Regions from separate parts of the Mus musculus genome. Here region 2 is linked to region 1. Evidence: chromatin contacts called from public HiChIP or PLAC-seq data. All regions are on one chromosome and are shown on one strand. The core of a region is the stretch at or near the end of the contact, and the rest is flanking DNA. Distances in the headings are between cores, read along the strand shown.

Region 1 (3,454 bases), core at 539-3,038:
TAAACTGAACAAGCCTTTGGGAGCAACCCAGTAAGTAGCACCCCTACATGGCTTCTGGATCCACTCCCACCTTCTGTTCTTTGAGTTCCTGTTCTGACTTCTTTCAGTGACGAATGGTGCTATGAAAGTAAAGCTGAATAAACCCTTTCCATCTCATATTTCTTTTGGCAGAGTGTTTTATCACAGCAATAATAGCCCCAACTGAGGCAGGATTCAAAAAGAAGTTTTGAAGGGCAATGACTGTAGTTTTTTGTTTGTTTGTTTGTTTGTTTGTTTGCTTGTTTGCTTTTTTGTTGTTGTTATAGAAGAACTTTGACACAATAGCAATAGCAATAGCAATGGAAAAGGTATGATAACCCAGGCCTGAAATCTCAGCACTAAGGAGGCTAAGCAAGAGGATTGCTATAAGTTCAATACTAGCCTGAACTGTATAATGGCTTTGAGAACAAGAGGCTACAAAAAACCAAAACCCACAACAGAACAACAAAATAAATAAGTAAGGGAGGAAACAAAGAGAGAGAGAGAGAGAGAGAGAGAGAGAGAGAGAGAGAGAGGAAGAAGAAGAAGAAGAAAGAAAGAAAGAAAGAAAGAAAGAAAGAAAGAAAGGAAGAAAAAAGAGAGAGAAAGAAAGGAAGAAAGAAAAACAAAACTCTCTTTGGCAAGACTTTTTTTTTCATAAACTCAAAACAAAACAAAACAAAAATCCAATGAGTTGGAGGCATAAGAAAATATCAAGCACATCTCATTTTTTAAAATTTCTCTGCAAATAGATCTCCTGACTAACAGGTCTCTGTCCTTCCATGTGTGTAGTAGAAGTCATTTAGTGTTGACTGGATTTACACTACTAGCATCACTTTGGGTAGACCCTTACTGAATATTTTATAGCATGCTATGTTTCTTTGTATCCTAGTTTTGATTTTTCTTGTAAAAACCTAATGAAATGTCTTCTTGAATGGCCTATAAAATATAGCCATCCTGGAAGCAGAATAAATAGTATTTATAAAGAATTCTAGAATCTGTATTTTTCACATTACAAAAACTGTGAGTGTTCAGATATATGGAGAAAATAATTCTGTCATCTGTGGGATATTTTCCAGTTTAGAACTTTTTATTTTAATTTTTCATTTTTTATTTAATTTTTTAGAGAGAGTCTCACATTTTAGTTCCAGGATGACCGGGAACTCATTATATAGGCCAGGTTAGTCTCATACTCGTGGCAGTCCTCCCAGGCCAGATTCCTAAGTGCTGGAACTGCAGGCATGAACTACTATACCTAGTTTCTAGGAAGAAGCATATTTTCCACCCATGTAGACATTTCTCAGGTGTTGTAACCTTAATATATTCTGGTTAACATCTATTACTAAACATGTAAAATCTACAAATAGTGTTCTGGGTAACGGTAGAGATTGAAAAGTAAAACCAAGCAACGTGCCCTGCATGACAATATGTGTTTCACAGCCAATATTTAGTTAATAGTAAATCTATATTGCAGTTACTCTAAAAAACTTAGGTAGGCTGTTATCTTTGCCTGGGTTTTGTAGGTGAGCTCCTTATGTGACATGGCAGGACTTAGATAGTCACAAGTTGTAAGAAGAGAGGCACAAATCCACTCTTGGGTGTCAAGTCTAGTGATCTCATTGTAGAGTACTGAGCACATTATGTGCTGCTCACCACATGGTATGATAATATGCTATTAACTCTGTTATTCATACACTAGAATGGCTTGTGAGTATATTTGTCCTTGGAAATCAAATGGAAGGCACCATGCCCATTGGCTAATGCCTAAAAATTTAGCTAATGACTCTATTCTTCAATCCAGCTGATAAAATACTTGGCTACAAACAAGCCTGGCTACAGAGGGCTGGGTTTTAGTGAGTCAATTATTAAGTGGCCAGTTGGGAAACTTTGTGAGCAGAAGTAGACTTTATTTTACAATGTGGTAAGCCCTGTAGATGTTTTATGGCTCTTAGCCAAGATGGTTTTTACGTTTCATTAATTTTCTAAAGGACGGTAGGGTGGGGACAAAGATGCCACAGTGGTCACTATTAATCATTGAATCTTCTATGTGCTGTAAAATAAAACAGAATTGACATGAAGGTAATCTCAGCTAGCTATTAAATTGAGTAATTGAGAAATCATTTAACACAAAACATGATGCATCTATTTAACCCAGAACTTCCAGAACTAGATGGTATAGTAAATATTACTTATTATATTTTACCATGTGTTGATCCCCATGATAGATATTTTATATTTAGGGATTCCATAGATCAGGTAGTCTGATCTGGAAAAGTCTCAATATGAAACATCTCTCCTTACAGAAATTACTCCTCTGTCCCTCCTCTTCTTCATTCCTCTCCCTGTCTCTGTCTCTGTCTGTCTCTTTCTGTCTGTCTCTGCCTCTGCCTCTGACTGTGTCTCTGTCTCTCTCTCATTCTTCTTTTTAAAGAGTCTTTTTAAAACATTCAGGACATCCTTGAATTTATGTTTAACCTGTTTTAGCCTCTCAAGTGTTGGGATTAGAAGTGTGTACCAAAATACTTAAAAAAAAAAATCTCTTTAAAAATCGAACAAGACACCGGAACAGGTTTACACCAGAAAACATTTCCTAACAATAAGAAAAAGTCGGAAGTCTAGCCCCTAACAAGAAGCTATTTGCAATTGATACATGCTGGGAAAGGCAATAGCAGTTTTCTTCAATGGAGTGACACACCCCAGGGCAAGGCTATTCCCAGGAGTAATCCACCAACACAAAACACACCCAGGGCTCTTTGTGATTTGCTTATTTTTAACTTTTTCTTAGTTTCTTTTGATTTTTGGCTTTGGTGGGGGGGGGGGGAGCAGAGACAGAGACAGACAGAGAGTGACAGGCAGAGAGAGACAGACAGAGAAAGACAGAGAACACAAAGTTGGGTGGGTAGGGAGATGGGTAGGATCTTCAAGGAGATGGAAAAGAATGTTATCAGAATATATTGTGTGAAAAATTACAGACTAGTCTTATACTTGTGGCAGTCCTTCTGCTTCAGCTTCTTAAGTGCTTTCACTACAAAAATAAACTACTATACCTAGCTTAGATTATCACATTACTTTTTATTAGAAATTAAGCACCTCCCCATCCTATTACCAAAATGCTTCTCTCCCTGTTAGAGCCACAAAAAGAAAGGCTGAGCAGAATAAAATCTTAGGAAAGCATGCTAGAGAGATGACTCAGTGGATAAATGCACTAGCTGCATGTGTAGAGGTCCAGTTCCCAACCTCCACGTGGTGGTACACAATCATATACTCCATATACACAGTCATACACTCCAGTACAGAGGCATCTGACACCATCTTTAGGTCTCTGTAGTTATCAGCCATTTACACAGTGCTCAACTACAATTGTAGGTATAAGCATATACACATAAAATAAAAATTAAATCATTCTTAAAATATGAGGAAAATATTCAGCAAAATA
Region 2 (3,454 bases), core at 385-2,884, 730 kb before region 1:
GTGCATCTTAACTTCAGTCCTTAGAATGTTCTTTTGTTCTTTTGACTTTTGATGTTGGCCCATTGTGCTTTTAAAAAATATATTTTAGATTAATAAAGTAATAAGCTTCATACATGCACACACTCGTGTGCGCATACACACACACAAACACACACAATTTTAATTTAGGTCTCTTATGTAAGAGAAAACATACAATACTTGTCTTTCTGAATGTGCCTTCTCTCAGTTAATATAAAGACACACCCTTTCCTGAAAATATAATGATTTAATTTTTGTAACAATTGCATAAGATTTTATTGTGTATGTGAACCACATTTTTCACTCATTTAGCTGTTAATGAACATCTAAAGTGGTTACATTACCTGGTTATTTTGAATAATACAGCAATAAACATAGCCATGCAAGTATCACTATGGAGTGCTAGCTAGAAGTCCTTAGGTATATACCCCAAAGCATTGCAGCTGGATTATAAAGCAGTTTTTGAGGAACATCCACACTGATTTCCATTATGAATGGGCCAGTGCAAATTCCCAACAGCTGTATATAATGAGCTATCTTTCCTGATGTCCTCACAAGGAACTATTGCCATCTGTTTTCTTCTGGCTGGAGTGAGAGAGATATTATTGAAAAATAGTTTTAATTCCCAATCTTCTGTTGGCTAAGAGTGTTAAGCATTCTCCACATATATTTATTGGCCATCTGTATTTTTTTCTTTTGATAACAACCTATTTAGTTCACTAGCTCATTTTTAATGGGATTTGGAGTTTGGCTGTTTAAGTTTTCAAGTTCTTTGTATATCCAAATATTAATTCCCCAGTTAATATGGAGTTGGCAAGAATTTGTTTTTTTGTTTGTTTGCTTGTTTGTTTTTTGGTAGGTTGTCTCTTCCCTCTACTAAATGTTTTCTTTGTTGTGCAGAAGATGTTTAATACCATGCAATCCTCCTCTGGTCAGTTTCTAGGGTGGTTGGTTTCTCATGCTTTGAAATCCTTTTGAGAAAGCTCTTGCCTATTTTTTTTATATCTCGAAGTCTTTTTTCAGTTGTCCTTGGGTAGTTTCCAAGTTTTAGGTCTTACAGTAGGGTCCTTTATCTAATTTGAATTCATTTATATACAAGATGAAAGATACTGGTTCTAGTTTCACTTTTCTATTCGTTGAAACTGTTTCCTCAATACCATTTGTTTAAAAGACTGTATTTTGTTAATTTTTTTGACAATTTTGTTTACGAACTGGGAATTTTTCAAGTTTTTGAATCAGTAGAGTGTGGTGGAAACCTCCACAGGTCCTCTAGGTAAACACTTTTCTTCTCAAATGCAGCACTGAGCGCTTTAGCTGAGGTCATTCTTAGAAACAGGATCTTCTCTGGCCATTTATAGCTCTGAACCAGTTTGCTTCCTACTAAGGGTAGTCCCAGCGATGGGGTTACCCCCTGAGCCAAGTGTTTTGGTCATGCTTGGTCATTGACCTTCAAGGAATGTTACCCTATTCTCTTTGGCTCTCCTTGAGCATACGGGGACTGTTGCTGTATCCATTATCCATGGCGCCAAGAAGCCTGAGAATCCCCTGACAGCAGAGGCTAGTAGGACGGGCTCTAGAGGCTGCCTGACGGCCAGGGCCCATTAACTTCCTATTCTAGCTCATTGTTTTACAAGTGGTCATTGCCACCTCACCACCCAGTCAGAAGCACGTTGCTGCTTTATAGCCTACTTACAGAAAATGGCTCAGCACTTAGGCATTTTCTGGTGCCCCAGGGTTCAAAGTGAAATTAATTTCCATTACCACCCATAATAAATCACTTCACTCAACACATGTATGAAATTCCATTCAGTAGACTCAAATCATTCTGGGGCCACACAGAAGAGCATACACACTTCAACTTGCACTTAGTTAATTTCTCTTCTTGAAAGAGCTTTGATGAGATTTTGCAAACAGGCTCCTAAAGAGCCAATGGAGAATGAGACAGCCCTACAAGCCATAAGGTAGTCAGCCCAGAGATCTTGGGTTTGTGCAGAGAAGTTTGATTTTTTTTTCCTGGACCACTTTCCAGAGTCCTTCTGTTTATGGCTTTCTTGTTATAAGCCCAGATGCACAGGACTAGTGATAGTGGCTTCTCTGACATCAGAATCTAATAGTCAATCCTCTGAAGCCATTGCAGGGGTGCGGCAGGGGGTGTGTGTGGATAACCATTCTGATTCCTAGTCTTTTGATAAAGGAAACTTCCAAGAGAGCCTAAGTGCTGCATTGAGCTGGATAATAAAGAAAGTAAATATCAAGTTATTTTACTGTGTCCAAGGAGGTTGGAAGGATGGTGACTATTACTCACATATAGCAAATCAGGTCCAAGGAAATTCAGTGAGAGAGGCTCAGAGTCTCCTAGCTGGAAGGTGCCTTACAGAGTGTTGTGAACACTTCCTAAGACACTAAGAGACAGTGACAGTGAGAGAGAAAAGCAAGGTAGGATAGCCTAATAGGAATTGCTGCTATTGATTGGACTCTATTCTGCCTACAAGGTACCGAAATGCAAAGTTTGTACCTTATATATACCCATGAGTCAGTATTTATTTCTTTTATAATAAGGTTTAAATTTACAAACTATTCCGAAGGTCACACAGAGTGTTCCTATGTACTTCATACACAATTTGCCCTGCTACTAATACTTTATATCATTATATAATAAATGAATTAGCATTTGTTATTAACCAAACTCCACATGCTATTTAGAATCCCTTTGCTTTTACCTGATGTCTTTTTCCATTGATGATCTATCTCAGCTTGAACCCCTCATTCTCTTCAGTTGACAAGTCTTCCTAAACATCTCATAGTTATAACAGTATCCCAGATTTTCCTTGTTTGTGGTGATCTTAACAGGTTTCATAAATTCTGGAAAAGTATTATTTAAGGGATCTCTTGATTGAAATGTGATCATTCATTATTAGACTGGGTCACTTTAGGGGGGGTATAATATAAATATTTTAGCTTCATTTGCAATGAGAAATTAAAAGCCTAAAATCAGGCCAATTATCTTAAGCCATGTCACCGATAAGTGATGGGACCATATTTGATACCCAGGTCTTTCTGAATGCAACGATACAGTTCTTAGCTATCATATAGCTTTCTTGCAGTGGCTCAATCAAGACCTAAAATGCCATGAAGACTGATGAGTAGATGTGTTAATAGAAAGGGAAATATACAGAAACTTGCTGGAGGACTAGGAATACTCAAGCACTATGATATATCTATATCTATCTATCTATCTATCTATCTATCTATATATATATATATCTATATATATATATATATATATATATATTGAATGTCTTGGATGCTCTCTGTAATCATTGAATTGGGTTAACTGTCATTATAAGGTATGCATATCTTCAAAACTTTTTGTAATTTTGCTACGCATAAAACTTTTCTTGGTATATATGATTTCAACATCAATTTTAAAAATAGA

The links. HiChIP or PLAC-seq counts read pairs in DNA pulled down with a chosen protein or histone mark.
Region 2: a FOXA1 HiChIP or PLAC-seq map of pancreatic cancer cells shows a contact between it and region 1. The contact joins two enhancer-like sites. A contact is called at or near these places in 2 of 115 datasets of contacts at active chromatin or transcription factors (the NIH/3T3 cell line and pancreatic cancer cells).

What each region holds. Positions count from the first base shown.
Region 1 is chr2:108,676,400-108,679,853 of GRCm38.p6, reverse strand. No RefSeq gene overlaps it. Among named protein-coding and RNA genes, the nearest start is that of Gm39905, 200 kb to the left of the region's middle. Within about 2 kb of position 1,788, at least 9 of the 459 cell types and tissues checked have an H3K27ac peak or open chromatin away from gene starts, as enhancers often do. A contact at or near this core is called in pancreatic cancer cells, where this site is marked.
Region 2 is chr2:109,404,936-109,408,389 of GRCm38.p6, reverse strand. No RefSeq gene overlaps it. Among named protein-coding and RNA genes, the nearest start is that of Kif18a, 130 kb to the right of the region's middle. Within about 2 kb of position 1,634, at least 48 of the 459 cell types and tissues checked have an H3K27ac peak or open chromatin away from gene starts, as enhancers often do. A contact at or near this core is called in pancreatic cancer cells, where this site is marked.